7 separate regions of the Mus musculus genome follow, and all the other regions are linked to region 1. A link is a contact called in public HiCAR-type, HiChIP or PLAC-seq and promoter capture Hi-C data. All regions are on one chromosome and are shown on one strand. Each heading gives the region's core, a stretch centred on a gene start, on an enhancer-like site or on the middle of the called end of the contact. The rest is flanking DNA. Distances are from core to core; before and after follow the strand shown.

Region 1 (3,861 bases), core at 844-3,343:
TTATTAGACGTTAATGTTTTAAAGCTATAACAAAGTGGAAATTTCTACTTTCTTTTTCATTCATTTGAACTGTTCTTTTATCTATTCGGTTGTTGTATGTGGGTGGGGAAGCTCTGTTTTCTCCTCTTAGCATTTGTTTCTATAACCAGAAATAAAAATTATATATTAAAGAGATGTACCCAAGGGTATGAGTGGTCCCTGGGAGTGGGTGACTGTGAAGGGCAGACCAATAGATAGCCTGGACACGCACTACTGCTTCTGGTCCCCAGGTGTTTCCTTGCATGCCTCCCAGGTGTGCAGTCCAGGAAGCCATGGGGTGAGGTAGAGTCTTGCCGGTGCCTGAGCTCCAAGGATGCAAGATGGTGTACAGATGGCAAGAGCTAGCCCATCTCCCCTGACTTTTGACACAGGTCCACCGCTGGGCCAGGGTGTGACAAAGGGGGTGGCATTTAATTTGCAGCTCGAAGTTCCAGAGGGTTAGAGTCTATGACCATTGTGGCAGGGAGCGTGGCAGCAGACAAGCAGGCATAGGGTTGGGGCAGTAGCTGAGAGTTTACATATTGAGACAGCCGCTGCAGGACAGAGTTGAGCTAATGGGGGATGCTTTGGGCACTTGACTGCAGGCCACACCCCCTAACCCTTCCCAAACAGTTCCACCAACTGGGGTCAAAACATTCAAGTATATGAGCCCATGGGAGCCATTCTCACTCAAGCCACCACCCCATGGCGGCTGCCTCAGAGCCCCTGGCATTCATCCTGACACTCAGCCAGGTGAGAAACAACCCACTTGTCCCTTTTTTCTGTGTACATGTTTTTGGGTGTGACTGCACCTGTGTGTGTATTTGTGTGGAGGCAGAGGACAACCTCAGCTGCTGTTCCTCAAGTGGGGTGTGTGTTCACATGCAGAGGCATAGGCATATGTACACTGGCCACAGGAGACGTGAGCAGATCAGAGGACAGCCTTCAGGTGCCCACCCTCATGGCTACTTACACCTTGTCTGAGACAGATTCTCTTTACCATCTCATAAGCCAGGGCGGCTTATCCTCCAGCCTCAGGAGAGTCTCCTGCCTCCTCCATCTCCTGTAGGTGTGCTGGGATTACAAATCCTTACACTACTGGGCTCAGGTTTTATGTAGCTTCTGAGGACCCAAACTCAGCCTGTCAGGCCTGTGTGTCAATCACTTTCAGGTTCTGAGTCTTCTTTCTTGCCCTACCTCTTCTCTGAGACAGAATCTCTCGTTGGCCTGGGACTTGCCAAGTAAGCTAGGGCCGGCCAGCAACCCTTAGGGATACTCCGATCTCCACTTCCTCAGTGCTGGGACTGCAAGTGTGGGTTTTATTTTTATATGGCCACCCAGGGATGGAACTCAGGTACTCATGTTCACTTTTACCAGCTGAGCCGTTTCTACTTCTGCCCGTTTCTCCCTGAAGCCTTGCTTATTACTAGGCCATGAGCACTAGGTATTGATTGGCAAGAGCCAGAAAGACACGGGTCCAAGTGTCTTTCCCACTGTGACAGCTCCTCAGTCTACTACCAGTTTCCTTTTTCTGTGTGTGCAATAGGCACCCATCTCCCAACCCAAATAGGTGAATAGTGCCAGGGCCTCATCTTAAAACCCAAGACTAGCAAGACATTGGGTATTTCTGCAGCAAAGAGCCTGACAGAATTTATAAAACGTGTCTGCCATACAGCTTTTGCTAAGGATGTTCTTTCTCTGCCACCAAGTCGCGCCCCCAGCCTCTCACTGGGGTAAATCTAGTCACCCTACTGCTAAACTATGTGCCTGCCTAGTCTCTCCAGGTCTAGAGTCTACCACTGGCAGTTCCGGGATCAAAGGAAACTGTTTCGGAGCCAGGAGTTCTGGGTTCCAAGGACCACGGTTCCATGACTCCCTGGCTGCTGACTGACGTGGAGAGAAGCCCAGGAGCTAGGCGGGAACTGGCTTCTGTACTGCAATATTTTGGCCAAGGCCTCCGCCCCGCCCCGCCCACCTGCCGCAGGACCGGAAGCTGGTCTGTCTTTTGCGCGGGGGAGTGGGAGGGATGGCCCTCCCACGTGGTGTGGCACCGGAAGCCGTCAGCTAGCGCTCCAGATTCTCCCACGTGATCCAGCCAGGACGCGGGAGGGTGGTGGCGGGGGTAAGAGGTGGGGCGAAAGAGGGCAGACACAGTCCGGTCACATGACACGTCATGTGACACGATCCCGGAAGTCCGCGGCAACGTTTCGGGCACTGGTGGGCTTGGAGCCGTGTCGGCATGTTCTCGGCGGGCGCGGAAAGTCTGCTGCACCAGGCCAGGTCTGCCGATCTGGGGCTGGGGCCACGGGGCGTGAGACGAAGCCGGGGAGGAGCGGGGAGGCGGTGGTCCCGCTGCACGGTTCGGGTCTCCGTGTGGCGCCGGGTCCGGGGCTCAGGGCGACCTGCGTGGAATGTGAGGCGCACAACTCAGCTAAGGGATCCTCCTCATCGTGTCTGGGTCCATGCTAGTGCTGACCCTGCACTGAGAGTCTAGGTTCTTTCCCAAATAGCCAGCCCAAGACTTGGTGGTACGTGATTCAGCGAAGGAAACGACTACCCGAAGCCCAGACCTGATGCATTTGGTAAACTGAAAATGCAAAGGGACAAATCTGGACTCTGAGCTGGGCCACTCGTGGGGAAAGTTTAGAATGGTTAAGATCTCTGGGATCTCCCAGAGCCTGAAAGAGTTAAAAGTCTGGAGTCTACGAACAAGACAGTACTCCGAAGACAGAGGGACTTAATAGGTAAATGACCTTGCCACCAAGCCTGACTCTCTCGATTCGACCCCCGGGGCTCGGGGAGGAAGAAGAAAATCAACTCCAGCAAGTTGTCTTTGGATCTCCACTCGAGCACCCCAACATGTACATAAATAAATGTAATAAATTAAAAAACAAAGACAGTTTTCTTAAGATCTATTAGGAAAATGGTTGGTGACCCAGCCACACAGTCTCCCCATGGGCCCACAGCCCTCCTTTGCCTTCAGTACTGGGTGGGTACTTTTCATTTTTAAGCAGTAACCTTTTCATGCCAACACAAAAATAACGCTATCCTGTCTCATAGCATCTGTGGTTTATCACTGCCCCAGTTGGGTACAACCCTGGGCCATTTGTATCTCCTTTTGCTCACCCAGCCTGTTCTCTAGGTGCCTCAATAAGACTCTGGGTGGAGGATGCAGGAAACAAAGCAGGCGAGGGTGGTAGGAAAGCTACTGGAGACCTTCCTCGGCCTGGGACATGTGGTACCTGCAGAGACAGTGCAGAACCAAGTTCAAGTACCTGACAGACAGGCTCAAAATGGGGGCAGTTTGCAAACCATCAGCCCTGTCAGGACACCATAGTGGGACTGTCAGCCATGATTTAGGAAGTTGGGGGCTCTCTTCCTCAGCGCCCACAGACAACTGATCCATTTATTTATTTATTTAGAGATGGCTGAGACAGAGTTTTACTGTGTGGCCCCTGAAACTCACTCTGTAGACCAAGCTGGCCTCAGACTCACAGAGATCCACCTGCCTCTGCCTCCCAAGTGCTGGGATTAAAGGCGTGCGCCACCACCACGCTGGGCAATTCCTTCATCATGGCCCTTTATTTTGTGGTGCTGGGAAGGAACCCAGCATGCATGTAGGCAGGCACCCCTTCCACCTCTTTTCCTTCCTTTTAAGCTTGGAATAGAAGCAAGGAAACACATTTCCACACTGAAGCCCGGCTCAGTCCTAGAGTGTTTGTGTTAGGCCAGCGACATCTCAGGCTTTCTTACAGTCTTACAGCCGGGAGTCTTTGCTCTTCAGTGTGGAAGCTTTGCATTGCTCTTCTCCCAAGGCTCAGGGAAGCGGCTTTCAACACGTGT
Region 2 (3,861 bases), core at 908-3,407, 1.7 Mb before region 1:
AGGACAGAACTGGGAAGACATGGCTACTGCCTGCAATCCAGTACTTGGCTAGCTAGACTAACCATTTGGCAAGCGCTGTGTTCAGTGAGAGACTTTGCCTCAATAAAGTGGAGGAAGACATCCACTGTCAACTCAAGTCTCCACACTGACACATATGTATCCACAAATGTATGTCCTCAACCGTCATACATGCATACATTATCATACACACACACACACACACACACACACACACACACACACACACAACTTTTTTGCTTAAAGAGGGCTAGGATAGTGCTTGCCTACAAGCTTAAGGGCCTGAGTTCAATCCCCAGAGCCTACACTAAAAACAAAACCTGGGAATAGTAAGATATTTGTAATCTCAGGGCTGGAAATGGATTTCACTGGTCTGACTGGCCAGCCAGCCTTGACTCAAAACACAAGGTGGCCAGCACATGAGGAACATCAAAGGTTGTACACACACACACACACACACACACACACACACACACACACACCCCTTTGAGGACTGCAGTATAATTTAGTGGTAAAGTGTTTGTTTTACATGCACGAAGCCCTGGGTTGCATCTCTAGCACCTAAAAGAAAAATTCTTTGTCAGTTTGCCAAAATAGAGTTGGAGACTGCCCAGTTGGAGACTGCCCATTTGGGAGCTTGGACTTCTGTCACACGGTTTACCCATGTGTGGACAACAAAGCCACTCTCAGATTTAGTCACCACTGGTCAAGATGCCAATGAAACTGAGGACACTTCTTGCCTTACCCTTACCGCAGCACCAGGTCTAGGGGAAAGCCAGGACTGTACGAAGCTGTGTTTGCCTGCTTACTCTGAGGTCATCAGAGACTGCCTTCTCCAGGGCTGGGCGATGCTAAGAAGCCTGTAATTCAGTCTGCATCCACAGGGAAGCCCAAACCTCAAAGCCTTAGGAGCAGGCCAACATCAGACTGTCAAAACCAAAGGATAGAATTAAGGTCTCTCTCCACACTGTCCTCAGTCAGGAACTATGGGTTGTACGGAAGGGAGGGGATGAGCTATGGTGACTTGAGTTCACACCAGGACAAACAGATACTTCTGTACATGGCTGTCTCTTAGGGGACAGGTAGGCAAAACCACTGGTCAGAAACTGACTTTGCATTGCAAATGAAATGTCCCCCTGAAGTTCAAGTCCCTCCTTAGTAAACTACTGTCATAAAAGGTATAAGTCACTGTAGTCAGTGTGTGGTGGGTCTCATCCGTAATAGCAGACTGACGTTTGCCTCTATGGATTGCTTTCTGGCTGCCATGTTCTTTCCAGCTGACCCCAGGGCGCTGGTTCTTTCTGCTCCCTGTGTGACTGCCTGTGTCAGTGGCTCCCCAGGAGCCACTGAATCCTTTCCCTCAGTCTCAGAATCACCTGGGGAAGCTGAATCCCAAACCTCTTGATTCAAGGTCTTGGGGGCCGGAGCCCAGGCTGAGCATTTCTGAGGGCCTGTCCTGTGGCTCCTCAGGCTGCTGCCTGTCTAACTAGGACAGGATGATGGTGGATCTCACATTTCTTGGCACCCAAGACTCACAGGCGAATCCATTTTCTGCATCTCTGGTGTTATGACACCTGAAGCCTTGCTGATGGGAGAGACATGGCCCTTTCCAGGACAAGACATCCTCTGTGATAACACTTCATGTCTGACCAGCCAACACAGACCACATACTCAGAGGCACCTCTTTGAAGTTCCCCTGGCTTTTCCCTGCTTGATTCTTTATTCCTCTGCTCTAGTCACCTAGGGCAGGTACTTGACAAGCAGGGAATATTCTGTGGCACCTGACATGATTTGAATTGTCTGATCCTAAATCTCTTATCTGACTTTCTTGTTTCTTTTCACAGAAACCACAATGAATGTGGTTCACGACATGGTGTGCCAGCTCCTGCTTCCCAGACCAGTGAGCACTAAGCCACCAGCTGAATGTCTCCCATCCCTGCAGGAGACAGGTCCTGGTGTCCCTTCATCACCCTTTCCTTCTTTTTGCAGCACACATACTCAGTAAGATCCAATGATATATTTACTGTGCATTGTTCATTAATCTAAAATAAGCTGTGTGGTTTTCCAGACCTTGGATAAGTCCCTTGAGAAGCAGTGTTGACGGCATCTGGTGGAGCCAGCCTGGCCTGCAACCGCCCCTCGACCCACATCTAAGTACGTTCCAGGGCAGTTCTGGCCACAACACACTAGGGACAGGGGCAAGGACATACAGTGCGGCACTGTAGGGCACAAGGGAAATGGTAAACAACCTGACTGCACATCAGGAGGGAAACAGATCACCACTGTGGCAAGCCATACACTGGGTAGAAGGAACAGATAAAACTCTACATACCAGCATGGCAGGGACACAAACAGAAGATTGAAAAATTTTATTTTTCAAACAGTGTGTTCAAAATTTGTTTACATTTTTAACACACACACACATACACACACACACACACACACACACGCACGCACACACACGCACACACACACAGAGATAGTAATAGAGGTATAAGACCGTATCTCTGGGCCAAGGGCAGCAGCTATAGGAAGAATAACTTCCTATACAAAGCTAACAAAATGGCATCTAGCTGTGTCAAGACAAGTCAGGTGTGCACTGAACCCTTTTTACCCCAGAGCAACCATGAGAAAGCAATAATCATATCTGAGCTGCCTTCCAGTGAGGACAGCGCATACACTGGGCTCCTGAATGGACCTCCTTCCTCTTCCAGGTGGCCACTACATTCTTCTTACTCTCCCTGCACCTCTGCCCACGGCTGCTTTAGGGCAAGGTCCCACTCAGCCTGCAGCACGAGAATTACAGATTGCATACTTTGTCTCTTCCAATCACAACAGTGATGTCCCACCACACTTACTTTTACTTGTGTGTATGTCTATGTGGAGCTGGTGTGCTCACATGTGTGTCTGTGGAGGCCAGGGGCTGACCTCAGGTGCTGAAACTCAGAAGTCATCTTTCTTGGTTTTTGGTTGTTTGCTTTAGTTTTGAAACAGGGTCTCTCAATGGAACCTAGGGCTCATTGACTAGGCTAGGTTAGCTGATGAGTGAGCCCTAGAGATTTCCTATCTCTGCCTCTCAGTACTGTGACTGTAGTCAGACAGTACCTCACCTGTCTTTATGGGTGCTGGGACCTGAACTCAGGTCCTCATGCTTGCATGAGTAAGCACTTTACTGATTGGGCTATCTCCTTAGTTCTTTCCATTATCTCGGGCTCTTAATTTTCTTGAGACTTGCTAGACAGCCCAGGCTAGCCTAAAATTATGCAGGCCAGGCTGGCCTTAAACTCCTGGGTCCTCCTGTCTCAGCCTCCTGGATGCTGGGATTATAGCTATGTATACCACGATAAATGGGCTGTTTACTATATCCTTCTCCCTGTCCCCATGTCTACTGGCTGCTGTGCTCTACTGATTCTCATTTGCCTTGCCTGTCTACAGTCCCCAGGTATGATACTTTCTGAGTATCATTCCCTGTCCCCTCAGACACCTGCTACTTTGTTTCTTTCGCAAGTCTTTTCTAAGCATCCCTGAGCCAGGAAGCTCCCAAATCAGCAACTGTTTCTTCCCTCAATCTGCTTTATTCTTCTTCATCTCTTATCACTGGCATCACACCTCTTTCTTTCTCCTTAAAAAAAAATTACTCATCTTAGTGTATGGGTATTTTGAGTATGTATGTATGTATGTATGTATGCATGCATGCATGCATGCATCAGGCATTTGTCTGGTGTCCACAGAGGCCAGGCATTGTATCCTTTGGAACTGGAGTTACAAATAGTTGTGAGCTGCTTTCTAGGTCCTGGGAATTGAATTGAGGTCCTCTGGAAGAGCAGTCAGTGCTCTTAACTG
Region 3 (3,861 bases), core at 880-3,379, 1.6 Mb after region 1:
AAAGCTGACTTCTTCTTTTTTTGTTTTTTTTGTTTTTTTGTTTTTTTGTTTTTTTTTGTTTCCTGACTCTGAGGTGAAACCTCACCAACCCAGCAAGTCTTTGTTTGTCTTGCAGATTCTCTAACTAGGAGTCTCTGAGACAAGTGCGGGGCAAAGGTAGAGGCGGTGCGGTGGGGGCTGGGGTAAAGGTTTCCATTAGACAGCCTCTGAGGAATGTGTACCTTACCCCGTGCTCCACGGGAGGGGGAAAACAGTTGTGTGTTTGTGTGTGTTTCAACTGTGGGGCTTGCTCACATAATAACAAGACCTGCTTTGTGATCGCAGAATGCCTCGTTGTTGGGGTGCATCTTAATTATGATTAATTACCAGGAGGATTATGAGGAAGGGCTTTCACTGAGCCAGCTCTGCTCCTCACAGAGCCTCTTGTCAGGTTGGAGCATGAATTCCCGGCTTCCTTGGATGCAGTGGGTAGAGCTTCCGGATGGAAGTCAACGCACAGCGGGGCAATTGTACCTCCTCTCTAGACCTTTGCCTTCCTTCCCCTCTGCCCAGAAAGATCAGCAGGAAGAGGCCGAGTTGAGCTCAAGTGTCACAGGCCGGCTACTGCTTTCCTCAGGTTTTTAGTGTGGCTTGCCTCGATCAACACCAGACATATTCCCTAGACATCCTGTGCCCCGGGCTGAGTCAGTTAGCACCACGGACAGCTAAGTGTTTACAATGGGTTTTTGGAGGGAGTTTGGAAACCAGGTGAAGCTCTGGGCTTGCAAGTTGCTAAAGTTCCACCTGATAAGATGCAAGGCAGCTCTTCAGGTGTTTTTATTCACAAATTGGACTCCCAGAGTCAGCAAAGGTGGTCTCCCCAACCCCAAGGAAGGGGCTCAGAGCTGTGTTACAGTCAAACACTTTCTCCCTTTCTATTATGTGTGCATGGATGTATGTGTTGTGTGCATGGATGTATGTGTTGTGTGCATGGATGTATGTGTTGCTTGTGTTTGCATGTGATTTGTTTATGTGTGTGCATTTTCTCCACCTGTCCCTGTGTATGTATGTGTGTGTGTGTGTGTGTGTGTGTGTGTGTGTGAAGGCCAGAAGAGTGTCTTTCCTCGGGGTCAGGGTCCACTTTTTGTTTTTGAGGCAGGGTCTCTTATTGGCCCGAAACTTACCTAGCAAGTTTGTCTGGCTTGTCAGCGAGTCCTACGAGCCATCTTTTTTTCTGCCTCTTCAGCAAGCATTGTCCACTAAGGTTAGATTTTCTTTATGTGGATTTCTTGGGGATCAAATTCAGGCCCTCAAGCTTGCAAGGCAAGCAATCTCTTCATTGCATTTGAGACATCTTCTACCTCACCTGGAAGTTGCTCCCTCCTCACACCCATCACCAACACCTAGCACAGTTCCAGTAGAGAACACCCAGGAGGAGCTCCAAGGTGACTCAAGACAGGGCTGCTGTCCTCAAGGGGTTTACAGTCACAGGAACAATAAAACATGACAGTCGGCCCAGGGCTGGGCTAGGTCGGGGCTGTGGATGCTCAGTTATTTGTGGGATTGGGGTGAAGCCATCGATGAAGTCATACATATTCCAGGTGTGTCTTGACGAATGAAAGGATGCGCATCTGCCAGGTGAACAAGAGGGGGCAGGAAGGGCTGGCTGTCTTGGCAGAGGAGCTGGCTTGAGCTCACTGCTACGTCAGTAAGTGAAGTCAGAAACATTCTGTGCTTGATCAATTAAAATTTTTAAAAATTTCAACGTTTCCTCAAGAGCTTATCTGATATGAGGGTCAGCCTAAGAAGAAGAGGCTAAGAAAGTTCTGATAAGTGAAAATGAAGAAAGTAAAACCGGGGATAAAATACCGAGAACCATGTTGGTAAAAATTAGAAAAGAAAAATAAAAAGTAGGAGAAAGAGAGACAAAAGTCCCAGATTAAATTATGTGGGTTATTATGGACTTCTTTATATCTTCCTAAAATAATTGTCGATGTTACCTGCTGCCCACGCCTCATTCCTCTGTCTGCAGGGGGCGCACCGATCGCCACCTTGCCGCCTATGGCTGAGAGGGTGGGGCTCCCGGAGTCAGTATGGATTGACGATTGGCTGGTCCAGGTGTCGGTCCCGGCATCCCGCCTCAGCTCTACGTCACATGACGCAGCCCATCATGGCGGCGGGAGCGCGGCTGCCTGGGCCCGCGGCTCCGCAGGCTGGGCGCCGTTGCTGCTGTTGAGGGGCGGCGGCGGCGGCGGTGGCGGCGCTGACGGGCGGGAAGGATGATGCTGGCTCCGAGGCCAGAGCGGCGGATGCAGACCAGGAACAAGGTTGACGTTTGGCTAAAGAGACGTGTGTCCCGAAGCAGCCGGCGCCGGTGTCGCTGAGGCGGCGCGGAGGGCTGACCGACTGACTGAAGGCGGCGACCCGAGAGCCGGCCCCGTGGGGGACCGCGCGGTGGACGAGATGCCGGGGCCGCCGGCGTCGCCGCCGCCGCCGATGCTCCTGCTGCTCCTGCTCCTGACGGTCGGCTGTGCCCGGGCCGCGCCACTTCCGCAAACAGGTGCAGGTGAGCGGAGCCCGGGGGCTGCGGGGCCGCTGCGTCTTGCGGGGCGGCGGCGAGGGCGGCGGGCTTGCGGGGTTGGGCCACCTCTGCGGCGGATCGGAGGCCTGCCGAGGGCAGGAGGCCGCGGGATGCCCGCGATCTCAGGGAGATTTCTTGCCGCAGGGGCGTGGGATGGGGGGCGGGGGCGCGGCGACACGGTGGGGGTTGGGGAAGACGGCGGGGCGAGGTGGCAGCGATGGGTTCCCCTACCTCCCGGGGGACTCTTTTTCCCGGACTCTTAAACTTGTTGCCCTAAAGGTACCTCCAGCTTCTGTCCTCGACACTTCCTTTTTTTTTTTTTTCTTCTTCCAGATGTCACCTGCCTCTGGTGGCTTTTCTCCCGTCTTATTATAAGAACCGTTTCTTATTTCTCGTCATTCCTTAAATGAAACCAATGACTCGCGGAAGCTGTGCAGTTTCCTTGGCTCACCGAAACTTGTTCTAAAGTTGTAAATTGATTTTAGATGCTGTGGTTGTTGGGCTATTGGTTTATTTATCTGTTTATTTATTTATTTTTTCGGAATGAGTCGCTGGGGATGAGAAAGGAACAAACGATACATAATTTTGTTTTAGGAAGCTAGTGACTGGAGTAGCATAGCAGCTTTTGCGTATCCACTGACAAATTGGCCTGAGGGTAATTGAACTATTTCAGCGAGTGATTCTCTTTTCAAGCTCTCAGCCCTTCTGTATTTTCTGCATATAGTTTTGATTTGGAGTTTATAAATAAAACTTCAGCCAAAGAAACCATCTCAGAAATTTTAAGAAAAAAAAACAAATCTAGGCTAACTTTCCATCATTACGGCTTTCTTTCTTTCTTTCTTTTTTTTTTTCAACGAAGGGGGAGGTATTGACATTTCAAAGAACTTTAGAGGTTGGAAGAAAGCTTAAAGATAATTTAGTCCAATTTCTTCATCTTTTGCTTTGAGGATCCTGGAACCCTGGTGATCAAAAGATATACTCAAGGTGACACAGCCAAGTTGTAGTTAGATTCAAACTTAGGTCTTTGATTCACCTTGTCTTGTGATTCTACACCCACCTCCCAGTTTACTTAAAGTCTTAACTGTCTCTGGAACGCACCTGAGGTCAAGGTTTAAGGGCAGAACTGCCTCCGGTCAATATGGGAGTTTCAAAAAAATCTACAATGAAAGAGGTGTAATGGCTTCCAGAACTACCCTAGGTTATATGCTATTGAGTGCCCTTCAGTTGAGTATTAAGTGGTGTGCTTACACTATATAATGTAGCACTGTGTTTGTGCTATCGCCTCGGAATCAAGTCTTTTT
Region 4 (3,861 bases), core at 437-2,936, 1.5 Mb before region 1:
TGGCACGCACATGTGTGGGTGCACCCATGTGTGAAGGTTTACAGGTAATGTGTCTATGTGTGTATGTGTTTAAGTATATGTGTATTTGTGTGTTTATGTGTATGTGTGTGTTTGTGTGTATGTGTGTATGTATGTATGTATATGTATGTATGTATGTGTATTTGTGTGTTTATGTGTGTGTTTGTGTGTATGTGTATGTGTGTGTTTGTGTGTGTATGTGTGTTTGTGTGTATGTGTGTATGTATGTATGTATGTATGTATGTATGTATGTGTGTATTTGTGTGTTTATGTGTGTGTGTGTGTGTTGTGTGTGAAAGTTGAAGGATAACCTCAGTGTCACTGACATACTGCAGGTGTCTTCCTTTGAGACAGGGTCTCTTATTGTTCTGGATTTCACCAAGGAAGCATGCTACTTGGTCATTAAGTCCCAGGGATCCTCCTGCCTCAGCCTCTCATCTTGTCTGACGTTCCTTTTCAAAGCGAATCTTGGGATCGAGGTTGGGTCCTCATCCTTAAAAGACAAATGCTTTGCCTTCTCAGTCACCTCCTCTGCCCCTTCCAAGCCTTTTCAAGGTGCATTTCCCAAGACATCTCATAGACTTCCAGTCTAGAGTCAAACATTCTGGTGACCTTCAGTGGCTTCTAAGGGGAGGCCATCTTTGGGGTCCCCAGGTTTGTTCAAGGCTTCTGGGAGAAGTGGCTCACCCTGCACATGCCTGATATGACTCTCAAGTGCAGGTTTCCCAGGGTAGCCTGGGGCATTTTGCTGGACAGCACCCCACTCCTCTCCTCATGTGCACACGCATAAGCAACCCCATGGGAACCAGCTGACAGCACTGGGGGTGGCGGGAAAGAATCCTTCCCCAGCAGAGAGGGTCGCCTTTCTGCGGGGCCACAGGCTGAAAGCAGACATGACATACTTCATCTAGCTCCCCCCAGAGAAGGCTGCGAACATCTCCAGCTTTCCAGAAAACACACTTCAAGCACTAACCCCACTCCTCAACTGTGACAGTGTGCTCAGTTAGAAGAAACAAGGAACCCACGTGTGACAACAGAAGAAACAGGTACATATTGCTCCCATGGAACCTCGGGGTTCGTGGAGAGCCTTCCATGGGCCAGTTCTGGGCTCTGCACAAGCCCAGCCTAGTGTGATGTAGGGTCCCTTGCAGCCCAGAATACACATCCAGTTTAGGAGATGACAAAGTAAGGGATGCCTGTCATCCCAATACTGGGGCAGGAAGAGGCAGGAGGATTTCTGGTCATCTTGGGCCACACAGAGTCCCTATCATAAAAGCCTTAGGGCTAGGGATGTGTGTAGCTCAGTGGTAGACAGCTTGCCTGGACACATAAAAGACCCTAGGCTTCATCCCAAGCACCAAGGTAAAAAGCGTGAAGGGACATGTTTGAAGGCCCCGAGCACACCCACACAGACAAGAGCAGAAGGACCAGGTGTGGAGAGTATTCACACCAGCAGGCCCGGGACACAGACAGCTTCGGCAGCTCTGCTTATGCAGGCCACAGAGGGATTGTGGGAGGTGTACTCATGGGCTTCTACACCAGCCGTATCCTGGGCTTGGCAGGGGCATCTGTCCAGGAGTCTCTCAAATTCCCTGTCCTCTGCTGTGGGGAGCAAGGCACCCGGAAAGTGCTGACGCTGGCAGGCTGCCACAGCCTCCCCCGGAAGCCCACATGGGTGCCGCACTCTGAGGAGGCTACAACTATTTTTAGCAGGTGCAGAGGGAGGCGGTGGTGGGCTGCACACTTCTCCTTTTGCTTTATTCTGAGCAGAACCTGAAGACGGATGTGGTGGTACACATTGTCATCCTAGCTGCTAAGAAGCTAAGGCATGAGGATGGCAAGCGTGAGGCTAGCCTGGGCTATAGTATGAGAATCTGTCCCCACAACAGAAAGAGACAAAACTAAGCCAGGCACTTGGCAGGCAGGCGCTTATAATCCTAGTGCTGGAGCTGAGGGTGGGGCTGGGGGCGGGACACATCCTCATACTTCACTGGCTAGACAGCCCAGCTAACCAGTGACCTCCAAGGTCAGCAGAGGGCTGGGGAGAGGGCTTAGCAAGTAAAGATGCTGGGCACACAAGCCAGAGGACCTGAGTTTGATCACTAGCACCAACACACATGGAAGGAGAGAACACCGAGTGGTCCTCGGACCTCCACAGGAGGACTGTGACACAAGTCCACATACATTATGCAACAGATACACACACACACACACACACACACACACACACACACACACACACACACACATCATAACACACATCACAGACACACACATCATACACACATCATACACACATCATAGACACTTCACAGACACAGATCACACATCATACACACACATTACAGACAGATACATCATACACATACAATTACAGACATACAGACATATACATCACACACACATCATACACACATATCATACACACACATCATACACACACATCAAGACACACACATCATACTCACACATCATACACACACATATCAGACACACACATAACACACACACACATCATACACACACATCACAGACACACACATCCCATTACATATCACATACACATTATATACACAGCACAGAAACACATATCATAACACACATCACAGAAACATAGACATACACACACATTGCATCGAATATCAACACACACAGATATACATCATACACACACATCACAGCCACACAGCCACACACACACACCAAAAGAAAAAAGAACACAGAGTAGGAATGATCTATGGAGATGCTTGACATTAGCCTCAGCTCTTGACACCCACACACCGCACACACTTGCTTACATACCAGTGTGCATGTAGAAATTAACATGCACACACACACATGTGCTACATACACATTGCACACATGGTTTTAAAAAGTAATAAAAAGGAAGAAAAACACAGTAAACCCCCAAACACCAGCTGCTTAAGATTGCCTACGTGGAGTCTGTGGGTGATTTGAGCTCCTGGGTAAGAACAAGGCTCAGACCAGCGCACAGAGACCTGGGGTGCAGAGCGCAGAGAGCCAGGGTGCAGGAGCCATGGGTGGCAGAAGGGGTGCCCAGGAGCCTCTCTTCCCCAGCATCCTTGATGGCACCCCCCTGTGCAACTGGCTCCTGCTGCCATGCCAGATCCTCACCCAGGAGATCAAGAGCTCCACCTGGGAGGTAACGGGGGCCTGGCATTCCAGAAAAAAAGCATCTGTCTGCAGGTACATGAGGTAGTCTGTTCTTGTCTCTTGACTTTGCTGTTAGTGAACACAGAGCCCCAGTATGATCCCTACCACATCCTAGCACTCACTGGGTAGGCATCGTAGGTTGCTCCTCTCTGTTACCAAGCAGTGGCTTGCTCAGGTTACTCATTGGTTCTCCTGCCAGTGGGCATTTGGGGTTACTGTTGGACTGGAAAACTCTTACGTGAGTCTTCAAGTAAACCGGTGTCATTTCCAGTGGGCATGTCAATCACAGAATGGATGTTGGCTAACTTTAGAGCATCTTTGTTGCTTGGAGTGTCAGGTTCTGGAAACTCAGGCCTTCCCTGAATGGGTGGTAACACGGGGATCTTGATCCTGTAGGGCCTCACTTCCCACTTGCTCTCAACCTTTCCCTCCATACAGACCTCTCATTTGGGGGTTGTGAGTTGAATGTGAAATGTCCCCCACAGGACTGTATGTTTTTGTACTTTATCCCCAGGTGGTGGCGCTATTGTGGAGCCTTTAGGAAGTAAAGCTTTGCTGGAGAAAGTGAGCCACTGAGGCTGGGCTTTGAGATTTTAAAGCCTCACCCCATTCCCTCTTCATTTCTGACTGTCTGCAAAGATCAGCCCCTTCATCCCTGCTACCGTGTCT
Region 5 (3,861 bases), core at 661-3,160, 1.5 Mb before region 1:
AGCCCCTGCCTAGAATCCCCCAGTGAGGGGCTGGGGTGTGGCTCAGTGGTAGAGCCCCTGCCTAGAATCCCCCAGTGAGGGGCTGGGGTGTGGCTCAGTGGTAGAGCCCCTGCCTAGAATCCCCCAGGGAGGGGCTGGGGCATGGCTCAGTGGTAGAGCCCCTGCCTAGAATCCCCCAGGGAGGGACTGGGGGTGTGGCTTGGTGGAACATCATCCCACCTCCTATCATTCTCAAAACACAGACTCACAGATCCCTTGTGGGAAAAACATCTCTTGTAGGAAAGGTGCAGGAAAGCTGCACTAGAGATTGGAGAAGAAAGCGCCTCACCATCTTACCTCAGCCTGGGATCCTTGCTGAGCTCTGGAGCCCAGCTGCCTCCCATGCTCTTCCTCTGAGTTCTTTGTTATCAGAGCATACTACCATCAAGACAGGCATCGCAGGGCAAGCAACCTCATATTTCACATGCTTTCTGTGGCCCCCAAGTGTCAAGTACAGAACGGCCCAGGAAGTACTCACTGATCAACTGACTCAAATAAAATCAAATTGGCGTCCTCACAAGAGAGTTTTGTCTGTCTAGACTTTCTCTCTATAGGCCAGGCTAGCTTAGAATTCGCAGCCCTATAGCCTCAGCTTTCAGAGTGCCTGGCAACCATGTGAGTTTTACCTGCAGATTTGCTGTAGTGGTTTTTTTCATCTTAGTTGCAGGTAGGATACTTTGTGTGCAGTCTCTGAGGCTGGGTGTGGGTGTGGGTATAGGGGTGACATCTCCCTGTGTGACATCATCAGCCTGCTTTGCTGATACTCTGCTAATAGAATCTGCATAGGTGTAGACCACTTCCCTGTGATGCCGCACAGCTGAAGTTCCCTGGTTTTATGCTCGAAGCACCCATCACAGGCCTGGAGGGATCTATTTTCTCTTTACAGACGTCTCGAGGAAGGAGATAAGTGGGGTTCAGGGAAGGCATGAGGGTGAAGAACTGCAGTCAAATTCCTGTCCATACACTAATTCACATCCACTGATTTCCAGGACATATTATGCATACACAGGTACTAAATAAATGTTAAGTGAGGGACCCCTCCCCCTGCTTCCTAGTAGGTCAGACCTTCCAGAAAAGTCATAAATGTCACAAGAAAAAAAAAACCAACTTTTTTTCAAACTACAAATCAAACTGGCTGTACAGAAGTCAAGGCTGAGCTGCTGGCCTCTGGCTAAGACAGTGAGAGGAAGTCCAGGCTTAGGCCATGGTCCTGAGCCATCTGCTCCCCACAGCGTAATAGCTGATACATCACTCTATCCTGTATTCAGTACCCCTAAGGGACAGAAGAGCTCTTTAACCTTCTCATCAGGTTTGGGGAAGAGGCTCTACGCAGCAGGCCATTGGTACCCCAATAGACATGTCTCCCATGACACGGTACCTCTCTTTGGAGAGCAAGGAAGGCCACCTACTCAAGACCCTCTGAGTTAGGCTGGGCTGTGACCTGCAAACTTCCCTTCCTCTCTGGTGATATCTAGGGGAGGAGCAGTTTAGCGACCCAAGAGTTACAAAGTGAAGTCCAAAACCTTTAGCGAGGGCTAGGGGAGAGGGGCAGGGCAGGGTGCAGAGCGGACTCCTTACCACTCCTCCATGCTACCTTCCCTAAGGCCTCCAGCTTGCCCCTGCTGTCCCTACAGCACAGCCTCTTCACATCCTTCTCTCTTCCCCAGCCCGGCCGCACCTACCTGGGGTGCTCATGCTCCACAGGCTCGGCGAGGCGCTTCCTCCACGCTGCTCTCCAACTTCCTCCAGCACTGGGCTCTGGGCTCCAGCATGCACCTGCCTGAGGCTGCCACCCTCCCTGGGCCTTGGTGACCCGTAGGGATGCGAGGCGCCAGGAGTCCAGAGATCAGAAAACTCAAGGGGAGGAGAGAGAAGTGGGAGAGAGAGAGAAGAGAGAAGAGAGAGAGAGAAAGTGTGTCATAGGCTGGTAGGGGCGGGGGAGAAAAATGCAAAACCAGACAGGAAATGAGATTTGAAAAAAATTGCAAAAGGTTAGAAAAAGAGATAAGGAGGGGGAGGGGTTGAGCTTGAGCCTAAGGCTTTGGGGGCCTGGCTGTAATGAGGGAAGGGGTGTGCCAGGGTCAGGGGCCTGGGTGCTGAGTCCAAGGTGGCCAGGCCACCTGCTTTAAGTGTGGTGAAGCTGGTTCAGCCTGGGCTGTCAATTAACGAGGTCCCAGTGTAGACTTAGGAGGGGTAACTACATTTTTAGTTATTTGTAGGGTAATTTGGAGTTTCTTCATTGGGAGGGGTGATGTGGAAGAGGGCAGCTACTCCTACCATGAGAGAGTCAAGTTTGCTCAGAAATGGAACCAGGAACCTGAAAGAATATGTCCCTAAAATAAATAGACAGCACATGGTCCCCAACACTAGGCTCAGAGAAATAAGCTCCCCTTAGAAGAAAACTCTTTGAAAAATTAATTAAGATTACTTTTTAAAGTGTGTGTGGGGGGGGGCATATGTGCACTGGTTTCTGAAAGATGCTGTCTGTGCCTGGCTTTACAGATTGCTCTCTGCCTTCTGCCCTTGAGTGTCCTGCTGGACCTGGAGCTAGGCTGGGGGACAGTAAGCTCAGTGACCCCCCTCTTGCCACCCCCACAGCCTTGGGGTTGCAGACCTGGCCACACTCCGCTTTGTGTGGGAGCACTTGGGATTTGAACTTGGGTCCTCCTGCTTGCACACCAAGAACGCTTATAAATGTTTCAGTCTGTAAAGGAGAGCACTCCCCACCACTCCATGCAAGCTAAGAAAGGAATCCACAGGCTTTAACACAACTCAAGCACATGAAGATACACAAGGGTATATGCACCAGGCTGACAGCTTCTCACCAACTGAATAAAAACGTGTAGTTCACACCTACACCATGATCCATCCAAACACGAGACTTCTATGTCTGCCTCTTCCAGTCATGGTCCCACCTAGCAGGAGCACACTCAGTCCCAGCTGAGACTGGCTTTGCCCATTCAGGAGCATTGTTAGTTTTTGGTTTTGCATTATGGAGGTTGAATCCAGGGTCTTCTACATAGTAAGCAGGCATTCTACTGTTAAGATGTACCTCTAGCCCCCCTCACTGAGGGATCCTAGGCAGGGCCTCTACCACTGAGCCACACCCCCAGCCCCTCACTGGGGGATTCTAGGCAGGGGCTTTACCACTGAGCCATGCCCCCAACCCCTCACTGGGGAATTCTAGGCAGGTGCTCTACCACTGAGCCATGCCCCCAACCCCTCACTGGGGGACTAGGCAGGGGCTCTACCACTGAGGCACGCCCCCAGCCCCTCACTGGGGGATTCTAGGCAGGGGCTTTACCACTGAGCCACGCCCCTAACCCCTCACTGGGGGATTCTAGTCAGGGGCTCTACCACTGAGGCATGCCCCCAGCCCCTCACTGGGGGACTAGGCAGGGGCTCTACCACTGAGCCACACCCTCAGCCCCTCACTGGGGGATTTTAGGCAGGTGCTCTACCACTGAGCCACGCCCCAGCCCCTCACTGGGGGATTCTAGGCAGGGGCTCTACCACTGAGCCACACCCCAGCCCCTCACTGGGGGATTCTAGGCAGGTGTGCTCCTGCTGAGTCTCATCCCCAGTCCCTGGTCATGACTTCCCATAACTGGAAGCAGGCATAGGCTCCCTTTTGTTTTTCCCTCTCACTCAGTCTTCAGGTCTTCAGTTTTTGACATTTATGGATGGGATTGCATGCAGGTGTAGTTCATTAAATCTTGGCTTCCCCCACCCAAATCTTCTTTAAAAATGTTAAAGTTTCAGAAAGTTTGGGAGAACAATATAGTGATAGTCACAATTTCCCACCACCTGATTCTCTAATTG
Region 6 (3,861 bases), core at 503-3,002, 1.4 Mb before region 1:
TGGAGGGGTAGTGGTAAGTAGGGAGGTTTGGGTGGTGGGTATAAGGGAGTGGGAACCTCTGGACATGTCTAGGAGGGAGTTTCTATATTGGGTGAACTGAGGTAGGAAGACCCACCCTCACAGTGAGCAGGACCGCCCTATGGGGCGGGGTCCTGGACTGAGGCTAAAGGAGGCAGCTGAGTCCCAGCATTCCTGTCTCCCTGTGCAAGGTCAGTTGTTAATTGTCCAGCGATACAGTCTAGGATCACCTGGGAGAATTGGCTCCATGAGGGATGATTATCTAGATCCGATCTTGCGCTTAAGTTAAAGGGAGCTGAGCAGCAGGTGGTTTGGGTCAGGGCTTGTCTTGATTTGCCTTAACTCATGTGCCAAGCCCCAGTCTGAGTGGCCAGCAGCAGCCCTTGGTTTGGAGCCGGCATGTGTAAGGGTAGAGAACTGTCTGACTGTTAGGCACGTCTTCAATCATTTCTCTCCTCCGGACTGGATGGGATGTTCCTAGCTGCTTTACATCCATGCATTGTCTTCCTGCTGTGATGAACAGTACCCTGGAGTTGTGAGCTGCCTCCCTTAAGTGCACAAGTCAAGGGTCATCAAAGATTGTTGTCAAGTGACAGAGATGGGAAGACATACCTCTTGCTTTCCAGTCCTCCGTAGGAACCAAGCTGAGACCCCTTGACCTTGGACTTCAGACCCCACCCCACCCCCAACCCCCCAACAGCATGACATGTTACTACTGAGCTGCCTGGCTGGTGGTACTGTCTCATAGCAGGCCTGGCTAACGCAGGATTCAGCAGAGGGGTCATGCGATCTTTCCTCCACATATGCATGTGCTGATGTGTGTGCAAGTGTGCATGCATGTATGTGCACATGTGTGGAGGTTGATGGTTAAGTGTCTTCCTGCATTGGTTGTGCTTCACCTTAGTTCTTAAGGCAGGATCTTTCACTGAGCCGAGAGCTGGCTGGCCAGTGAGCCTCAGGAGTCCACTTGCCTCTGTATCCCTCTGTGCTGCAGTTAAAGAGGAATGCTTGACACCTGGCTTTAAGTATATCTAATATTACTTATTCTCTGGGAGTTGCATGCACGTCTACAAGACATTTTGATCCTATCCACCCTCTAATTCCCTTTTCCAAGACCCCCTATTATGTCCCCCTCCCAACTTTATGTGTTCTTATTTTGTTACAACAGGCTGAATCCAGTTATGGCAGCTCCTACCCATGTGTGTAAGGCAGAAGCGTTTGCTGTCTTTGACTATAACTGACTCCCTCCCCTTGCAGCAATCAGCTGCCAATCATGGATGAGGGTGGAGCCTGTGAGCTCCTCCCCAATCCATGCTGGAATGATGTCGGGCTTGTCTGTGCGCAGGTAACCACAGCAGCTGTGGGTTCACGGGTACCATGGTCATGTCCAGAAGCCAGTGTTTCACAACTCTCTTCTTCATCTTCTGCCTGGCTTCCATGATGTTCCCTGAATCATGTAGGAGGGTTGGATATAGATGCCCCATTTAGGGCCGAGCACGCAGCAGATTTTTTTTTTTTTCTGAGCACTTTGAGGTGCACCGTGGGAGCTGAGGATCCAAACGCAGGTCCTTGCGCTTACACAGGAACTAAGCCATCTCTTCAGTCCTTAAAAGGACGAAGAAAAAGAATCTGTTGCTGGGAAAGGAAGAGCCGTGAGGTTTGCCCACTGCCAGCCCACAGACTTGATGCAGCTTCGTGCTCTACTTCCTGTGCTGAGGGGTGGAGTGTGCAGCTTCTGCGAACAAAGCTAGGGTGTCGGATGGAGCCCATAGCTGAGCAGTTGGGAGAGCAGACGGGCAGCGTGCAGGATGTAACTCTGCCTGCACTAGCCTGCTGGGCACGCTGGTCTCTCATGCTTGCTGAAGACCCTTATCCCAGGAGGCAACGGTCCTGCCGTGAGACAGAGGTTCAGGAGGGCGTGGGTGCCGAGTGGATGCGTCTCCCATTTCAATTATGTTTAATGTGTGCAAAAGAGGGACACTTCTAGAAAGAATCATAAAAACCTGAAACCTTTTGGAACCAGGTGTCTAAGAAGACTTCAGTTTCAGGGGCAGATGCCTATGTGAACGTGTGTCACCATTATTAAAGTCACAATGGCTCTCTCTCTTGGAAGAATTTGGAATGTCACTAGAACTTTCTAAAGACAAAAGCCAACAAAAGAAAAAGCCAGGCACTACAGCATGTGCCTGTAATCTCCACACACTGGAGGCCAAAGCGAAAAGATTGAGAATTTGAGGCTAGCCTGGGCTATGTAGGAAGACTGTCTCAAAAAGAAAAGGAAACAAAACAAAGCAAAAAGCGCAGCCAGCTGTTATCTTTGGCCCTGAATAAGGCTTAAAAATGATGATTAACATAATCACAAAAGTATGATTTAATCCGTGCAAGGTTATAAATATTAATTGGGAAAAGACGTTATATTGGGAGCATTATTATACACTATGATGTTAATTTTATGAAAATCAGTCCACGCAGCACGCACACTTTTCTTTACTTTTCTCCTCAGCTTTTGCTGGCGGTCTCGGTCTTACTGTGTGGATAAACACTTCCTGTTTCAGCAGCTACCTCTGCCTGGGGTCGGGGGTGGGATCCTGATACCACAGGACCTTGTGATTTCCCACAGATAAGAATCGGAGGCTGCAGAAGCAGGATAAGGGGTTGAGCCTGTAAGCTAGGTGCTTTCAGTGATAATTGTGATTATGTGTGGATGAGTGTGTGTGTGTGTGTGTGTGTGTGTGTGTGTGTGTGTGCATGAATGTCCGTATGTGCTCAAGTGCATGTGTGCTTGTGCATGTGCGTGTGTGTGCGAGAGTGTGTGTGTGTGGAGGGCAGAGGGCAACCTTAGGTGGCAGTCCTTAGTGCCTGGCCACCTTAACTATTAGGACAAATTCTCTCACTCCTTAGAACTGCCTGTGTAGGCTAGGCCAACCACCAGCAAGCCCAGGTATCCATCCACCAAGCATCTCCATCCACCCCAGCACTGAGCTACATGCAAGTGACACTAGGCCCGGACTTTTCTACATGGGCATTGAGTGTCTGAGCTCAGGTACTAATGTAATGTGTTGGCCTATGCTGGCTAATTTGGGGCCCCCAAGACTGAAACACCAGAGATGAGAGAGTCTGAAAGAGTTCACAAGTAAGATACTGAGTGGCCCTGCCCCCAAGTTAATTCTGTTTGCCAACAGCCAGTAGTTGGGCAGAAGAGACATAGGTGGGGTTAAGGTTTGGCGGGCTTGGGAGAAGCCACCTTGGGATAGAAGAAGAAAGTGCAGGAGAGGAGAAAGGAGAGCTACCACGGGTTAGCTGAGCCCTAAAAAATGTGGCCATGTGGGCTGGCAATTAGGGCTCAGAGCATCCCAGACGAAACATAGTAAGTAATAACTTGTGTTGTCAATGGGAAGGCAGATTCTAACAACATGGAGGGTAGGCAGCTGCCCAGCTATTGTGCTGCCTAAGGCATATTTAAAAATACAAGACTGTGTGTCTTTCATCCTGGAACATAAATGGTCTAAGATGAGGAAGAAACCCCAAGCTTGGCTTTTTTTTTTAAAGTATTTTTTGCTACATACTCACATTTGCACACAATGTGCTTTGCTGACTGCAAGAGCCATCTCTCCAGCACCTAAAACAGGGATTGGTTTACATGCGTACCTTTAGAACACTAGACTTCAATGCAAGGAAAAGCCACTCAAGTCTAAAAGATCAGAAACAGGCTGCTCTCAAACTTACAACCCTCCTACCTTAGCCTCCTTAGTACTGGGCCCTGCTGTGTTCTGTATCACCCCTAAGCCCCACCCCCTACCCCGGTCCACTGGAATATGGGTTGTGACCATCATATTTTACAGG
Region 7 (3,861 bases), core at 683-3,182, 1.4 Mb before region 1:
GACACATTGAAGACCTGAAGCGTATACAGAAGACAGCCACAGCCCAGAGTCTGGGAGAGCGTCTGTTTCACAGGAACAATTCACAGCTGAGCCCCTGTGTATGGAGCTCCAACTGTGTACCTGGGACTTCTCCAAATCACCCTCCAAACCATCTCACATTGTTTGTTGAGATGTTAGATTGTGCAATGTGCCATTTGGAAGCTGTTCCATTAAACTCAACTGTAAGTGCTTCACTGTGCAGAACTTAGAACAATGAAGAGATTTGGGGGAGAGACAGACAGCATTGTTGGCATCAGGCAGATTAGCTGGCATGTGGTAATAATAAAAAAAGCAAATTGACTGTTAGTGGGTTTTATTTCTGTTTTAATATTCTCTACTAGTGGCTGGGGATATGCCTAAGTTGGTAGAGCACCTGCCTAGAATCCCCCAGTGAGGGACTCGGTGGTGTGGCTCAGTGGTAAAGCATCTGTCTAGAATCCCCCAGTGGGGTGAGGGGCTGGGGGCGTGGCTCAGTGTTAGAGCCCCTGCCTAGAACCCCCAGTGAGGGGCTGGAGCATGGCTCAGTGTTAGAGCCCCTGCCTAGAATCCCCCAGTGAGGGGCTGGGGTGTGGCTCAGTGGTAGAGCCCTGCCTAGAATCCCCCAGTGAGGGGCTGGGGTGTGGCTCAGTGGTAGAGCCCCTGCCTAGAATCCCCCCAGTGAGGGACTTGGTGGTAAGGTCCTGAATACAGTGTTTATAATATCAATACTGCAGAGGCAAAAGGATCAGAGATTCCAGGTTAGCCATTATTACACAATTTGATCCCGTCTCAAACAAAACTAACCACAATAAAAGCATACCTTTCTCCCTACGCCCTGCCCGCTGGATGGCACTCCATGCTTGAATTGCTGTGCACTGGCACCCACCCATATCCCTGAATCACACAGATGTAGCTCAGGTCATGATAGGCCAAAGCCTCCCAGAGCTGACCTCCAGCTTGTGAAAACCACTTTGGATGCTCTGGGGTTATACCACCATTGTCTATGCAGAGTCTTTAAAATGCATTTAAATATTTCACAGAGTTTCTAAATTTTTTAGAATTCATAAATTTGCAATGGTAACAAGATCATAAAAGGAAAAGCATGCTCCCAACCAACCAGGAACACAGAACCCACTTATTTATATGTTGATCATTTATTTCTATTTTTTTCCCACCTGGATTCTCTCCAGAGATTTTATTTCTCATTTCTCAGAGAATCTAAAGACAGCAGAACTCAGTATGAAATAATCTTCGCTCTGCACCTGTTCAAATGACCAGCAAGACACTAGTCATTCATCCTTACACACAACCATCAACCCAGGGGACATGAGAAAATAAATAACCTAATATCCACACCATGGTGCCTCTCAGTGCTGCATCAGAAGGCAGATAGCATGGATAGGTATTTGAATTTTCCATGAAGGAAACTTTCTGAAGTCCCTCCCTTAAAAGTCTGGTGGACTGGGTACGCAGTATTTGGGATGGGGCCTGCTTCCCCTCTGCCTGTGTCTATCCAGCTGATGCTGGAAATCTTGTTTAATTAATAATAAACATAGCAGGATTAGTTTTTCTTTTCTATTTGAACTATATTCGAAATGGGATGGCTGGATGCTTCTTATAGAAACCCTTTGAAAATGAGACCATGTCAGAAATGAGTGATTTCTTATCATTCGGGATGCTGGCGGGGAAGTTTCAGCAGAGCAGAGAATTGATGTCACCTCCTGCTGCTGTCTCTACCACAGAGGCAGTCGGATCTACTTTCTTCCTGGACCCATGCGTGGGGGCAGCTTCTGCAGGCGGTACCTCCTTTCTGCTCTCAGAAGCTTTCTTTCTTCTTTCTGCCTGGGGTTTGCATAAGCCTTGGGAGGCCAGATGTTCCTCGGGTGCAGCAGAACCAGGCAGGCCTGAATGGAGCTGAGTCCTTGGGGACACATGCTACACAGCACAGCTCTGCCCTCACCACAGAGCTAAAGTTTACATTCAGGAGAACGAAGCTCTCAGAGGCTGGAAGACCTCAGACATGACTGCATTATGCTGTGAACTATGTGTCTTGTTGAGCTCTTGGTCAAGGTTCCTGAGCAATTTTTGCCCGAACCATGGGGAGGCTCTATTTGCAAGAATTTTTCTGTTAGGAATATTTATTGGGCCATTACCACCACACACCTGAATGCTCCTAGGAGGCCTTGTGCATGAAATTACACCCCCTTTGTTCTTTCCTTTTTCCTTCAGGATTGGGGATTGATTCCAGAGCTTCAGCCACAATAGGCAAGTGTCCTTTCTCTGAGCCACACCCCAGGCCCTTTATGGGGGACCTAGGCAGGGGCTCTACCACTGAGTCACACCCTCAGCCCCTCACTGGGGGATTCTAGGCAGGGGCTCTACCACTGAGCCACACTCCCAGCCCCTCACTGAGGGACTCTAGGCAGGAGTTCTACCACTGAGCCACGCCCCCAGCCCCTCACTGGGGGATTCTAGGCAGGGGCTCTACCACTGAGCCACGCCCCCAGCCCCTCACTGGGGGATTCTAGGCAGGGGCTCTACCACTGAACTACATCCTCAGTGTTTTTGTTTTTGTTTAATTTTTATCTTGAGATGAAGTGTCACTGATTTGCTCAGGCTGTCCTTGAGCTCCCTCTGTTGTTCAGGGTGCCTGGAATTTGACACACTCCTGTCTTAGCCTCCAGAATAGCAGATCCACAGGAGACTGTTTTTTTATGCTCTTTGCAGGTGTGTAGTTCACTGTACTGTAACACACCCTGCAGTACCTTCTCTTGTCTCTCCTTCTCCCCATCCAATGCTCCCCTTTCTCCTTCTGTGTTGATCCTGCTCTCTTTCTATACACATGTGTGCACACAAAAGACAAGCTATTTATCTTTTAGAGTTTGACGTATTATTTAACAATGATCTACAGTTCTATCCATTTTCCCATAAAGGGCATAATTTCATTTTCTTTTGTATCTGAATAAGAGTTTCTTTTGTATTCCATTGTGTGTAAATGCCACCTTCTCTTTTCTTGCGTGTCTGTTGACCATGCTCATCTGACCCTAAATCCCAGTCTTGTGAGCAGTGGACAGGACTGTTTGCCACAGCGGCTCATGCCTATAATCCCAGCACTTGGGAAGTGGAGGCAGGATGATTGGTGTGAGTTTGGGGCATCCTGGGCTACATGGTCAATTCCAAGATGGCCTGGGCTAAGACTGAAATTGTGTATGAAAAACTAGAAAGTAAAGCATGGATTCTGGGCCTTGCTGTAGCGTGCCTACTTCAGGAAGCTGGACAATGCAATGGCTGTTGGAGGTTTTTTTTTTTTTTTTTTTTTTTTTTGAAGAACCTCTATACAACTTTCCACACTGGCCACCCTGGTTCATCCCCCTAAATCCAGTCTGACTTTCTCTTCCTTCCTCTCTCTCTTTGTCTTTTCTCTCTTCTTTCTTTGCATACATCCTCCCACCCCGCCCCATCTTTCTTTTCTTTTTCTTGAGACAGAGCCTAGGTTGGCCTCAGACGAGCTCTGTGTATAAGAATGACCTTAAGAATGGAGCCCCTAAATGTTCATCGCCAAAAGGAAAAGGACACAGCTGGAGAAGTCTGAACACCTGGCTTATCTAAGAAAGGCCAAGTTGTAGCAGTGTGGCAAATTCCTAAAACATAATATCACGACATGAGGGCATAGAGGCAAATTCTAGAAGTGTGAGCAGTCCAACAGTATTCTTCTAGATTGTTCGTGGCTGGGCTGACTATTGGAGGGCAAATCTGGCTTATGAAAGGCAGTTCAAGGACACATGCCCCAGCTCAAGACAGGGCATGGGAGAATGACCCTACAGATGGGGCTCATCCTGAAGG

The links. Promoter capture Hi-C pulls out the DNA fragments that hold promoters and counts their contacts. HiCAR-type assays count read pairs that join an accessible place to other places. HiChIP or PLAC-seq counts read pairs in DNA pulled down with a chosen protein or histone mark. Capture Hi-C pulls out chosen DNA fragments and counts their contacts.
Region 2: an H3K4me3 HiChIP or PLAC-seq map of the 230-238 cell line shows a contact between it and region 1, with 15 times the contacts expected there. The contact joins the enhancer-like site here to the promoter of Ap5z1 in region 1. A contact is called at or near these places in 1 of 39 promoter capture datasets (neural stem cells) and 3 of 115 datasets of contacts at active chromatin or transcription factors (the 230-238 cell line, large pre-B cells and stem cell-derived neural progenitor cells).
Region 3: a contact with region 1 is called in a promoter capture Hi-C map of pre-B cells, with 4 times the contacts expected there. The contact joins the promoter of Lmtk2 here to the promoter of Ap5z1 in region 1. A contact is called at or near these places in 2 of 39 promoter capture datasets (liver and pre-B cells).
Region 4: an H3K4me3 HiChIP or PLAC-seq map of pro-B cells shows a contact between it and region 1, with 9 times the contacts expected there. The contact joins the enhancer-like site here to the promoter of Ap5z1 in region 1. A contact is called at or near these places in 4 of 39 promoter capture datasets (frontonasal cranial neural crest, hippocampal neurons, pre-B cells and 1 more), 1 of 484 Hi-C or Micro-C datasets (pro-B cells) and 4 of 115 datasets of contacts at active chromatin or transcription factors (astrocytes, embryonic forebrain, large pre-B cells and 1 more).
Region 5: a promoter capture Hi-C map of liver shows a contact between it and region 1, with 2.9 times the contacts expected there. The contact joins the promoter of Card11 here to the promoter of Ap5z1 in region 1. A contact is called at or near these places in 1 of 39 promoter capture datasets (pre-B cells), 1 of 484 Hi-C or Micro-C datasets (B cells), 3 of 115 datasets of contacts at active chromatin or transcription factors (astrocytes, pro-B cells and stem cell-derived neural progenitor cells) and 1 of 9 other capture datasets (liver).
Region 6: a HiCAR-type map of astrocytes shows a contact between it and region 1, with 4 times the contacts expected there. The contact joins the enhancer-like site here to the promoter of Ap5z1 in region 1. A contact is called at or near these places in 1 of 39 promoter capture datasets (frontonasal cranial neural crest), 2 of 115 datasets of contacts at active chromatin or transcription factors (astrocytes and large pre-B cells) and 1 of 9 other capture datasets (liver).
Region 7: a contact with region 1 is called in an H3K4me3 HiChIP or PLAC-seq map of pro-B cells, with 6 times the contacts expected there. The contact joins the enhancer-like site here to the promoter of Ap5z1 in region 1. A contact is called at or near these places in 1 of 39 promoter capture datasets (hippocampal neurons), 1 of 15 datasets of contacts at CTCF or cohesin (large pre-B cells), 3 of 484 Hi-C or Micro-C datasets (cerebral cortex, cortical neurons and olfactory sensory neurons) and 3 of 115 datasets of contacts at active chromatin or transcription factors (astrocytes, large pre-B cells and pro-B cells).

Annotation. Positions count from the first base shown.
Region 1 is chr5:142,461,838-142,465,698 of GRCm38.p6, forward strand. It overlaps Ap5z1 (adaptor-related protein complex 5, zeta 1 subunit), which reads left to right and starts at 2,094. Exons shown (of 17, transcript NM_172725.2): 1 at 2,094-2,298. The coding sequence starts at 2,258. Foxk1 (forkhead box K1) reads left to right here. Exons shown (of 9, transcript NM_199068.2): 9 at 1-178.
Region 2 is chr5:140,799,779-140,803,639 of GRCm38.p6, forward strand. The region is part of intron 1 of Gna12 (guanine nucleotide binding protein, alpha 12); the gene reads right to left. Among named protein-coding and RNA genes, the nearest start is that of Gna12, 29 kb to the right of the region's middle. Within about 2 kb of position 2,158, at least 47 of the 459 cell types and tissues checked have an H3K27ac peak or open chromatin away from gene starts, as enhancers often do. A contact at or near this core is called in the 230-238 cell line and neural stem cells, where this site is marked.
Region 3 is chr5:144,098,232-144,102,092 of GRCm38.p6, forward strand. It overlaps Lmtk2 (lemur tyrosine kinase 2), which reads left to right and starts at 2,130. Exons shown (of 14, transcript NM_001081109.2): 1 at 2,130-2,545. The coding sequence starts at 2,443.
Region 4 is chr5:140,946,540-140,950,400 of GRCm38.p6, forward strand. The region is part of intron 1 of Card11 (caspase recruitment domain family, member 11); the gene reads right to left. Among named protein-coding and RNA genes, the nearest start is that of Card11, 52 kb to the right of the region's middle. Within about 2 kb of position 1,687, at least 90 of the 459 cell types and tissues checked have an H3K27ac peak or open chromatin away from gene starts, as enhancers often do. A contact at or near this core is called in hippocampal neurons and pro-B cells, where this site is marked.
Region 5 is chr5:140,998,686-141,002,546 of GRCm38.p6, forward strand. Card11 (caspase recruitment domain family, member 11) reads right to left here and starts at 1,911. Exons shown (of 25, transcript NM_175362.2): 1 at 1,722-1,911.
Region 6 is chr5:141,042,524-141,046,384 of GRCm38.p6, forward strand. No RefSeq gene overlaps it. Among named protein-coding and RNA genes, the nearest start is that of Gm38730, 21 kb to the right of the region's middle. Within about 2 kb of position 1,753, at least 96 of the 459 cell types and tissues checked have an H3K27ac peak or open chromatin away from gene starts, as enhancers often do.
Region 7 is chr5:141,074,484-141,078,344 of GRCm38.p6, forward strand. It overlaps Gm38730 (a long non-coding RNA gene), which reads left to right. Exons shown (of 3, transcript XR_868654.1): 3 at 1-202. Among named protein-coding and RNA genes, the nearest start is that of Gm38730, 11 kb to the left of the region's middle. Within about 2 kb of position 1,933, at least 11 of the 459 cell types and tissues checked have an H3K27ac peak or open chromatin away from gene starts, as enhancers often do. A contact at or near this core is called in pro-B cells, where this site is marked.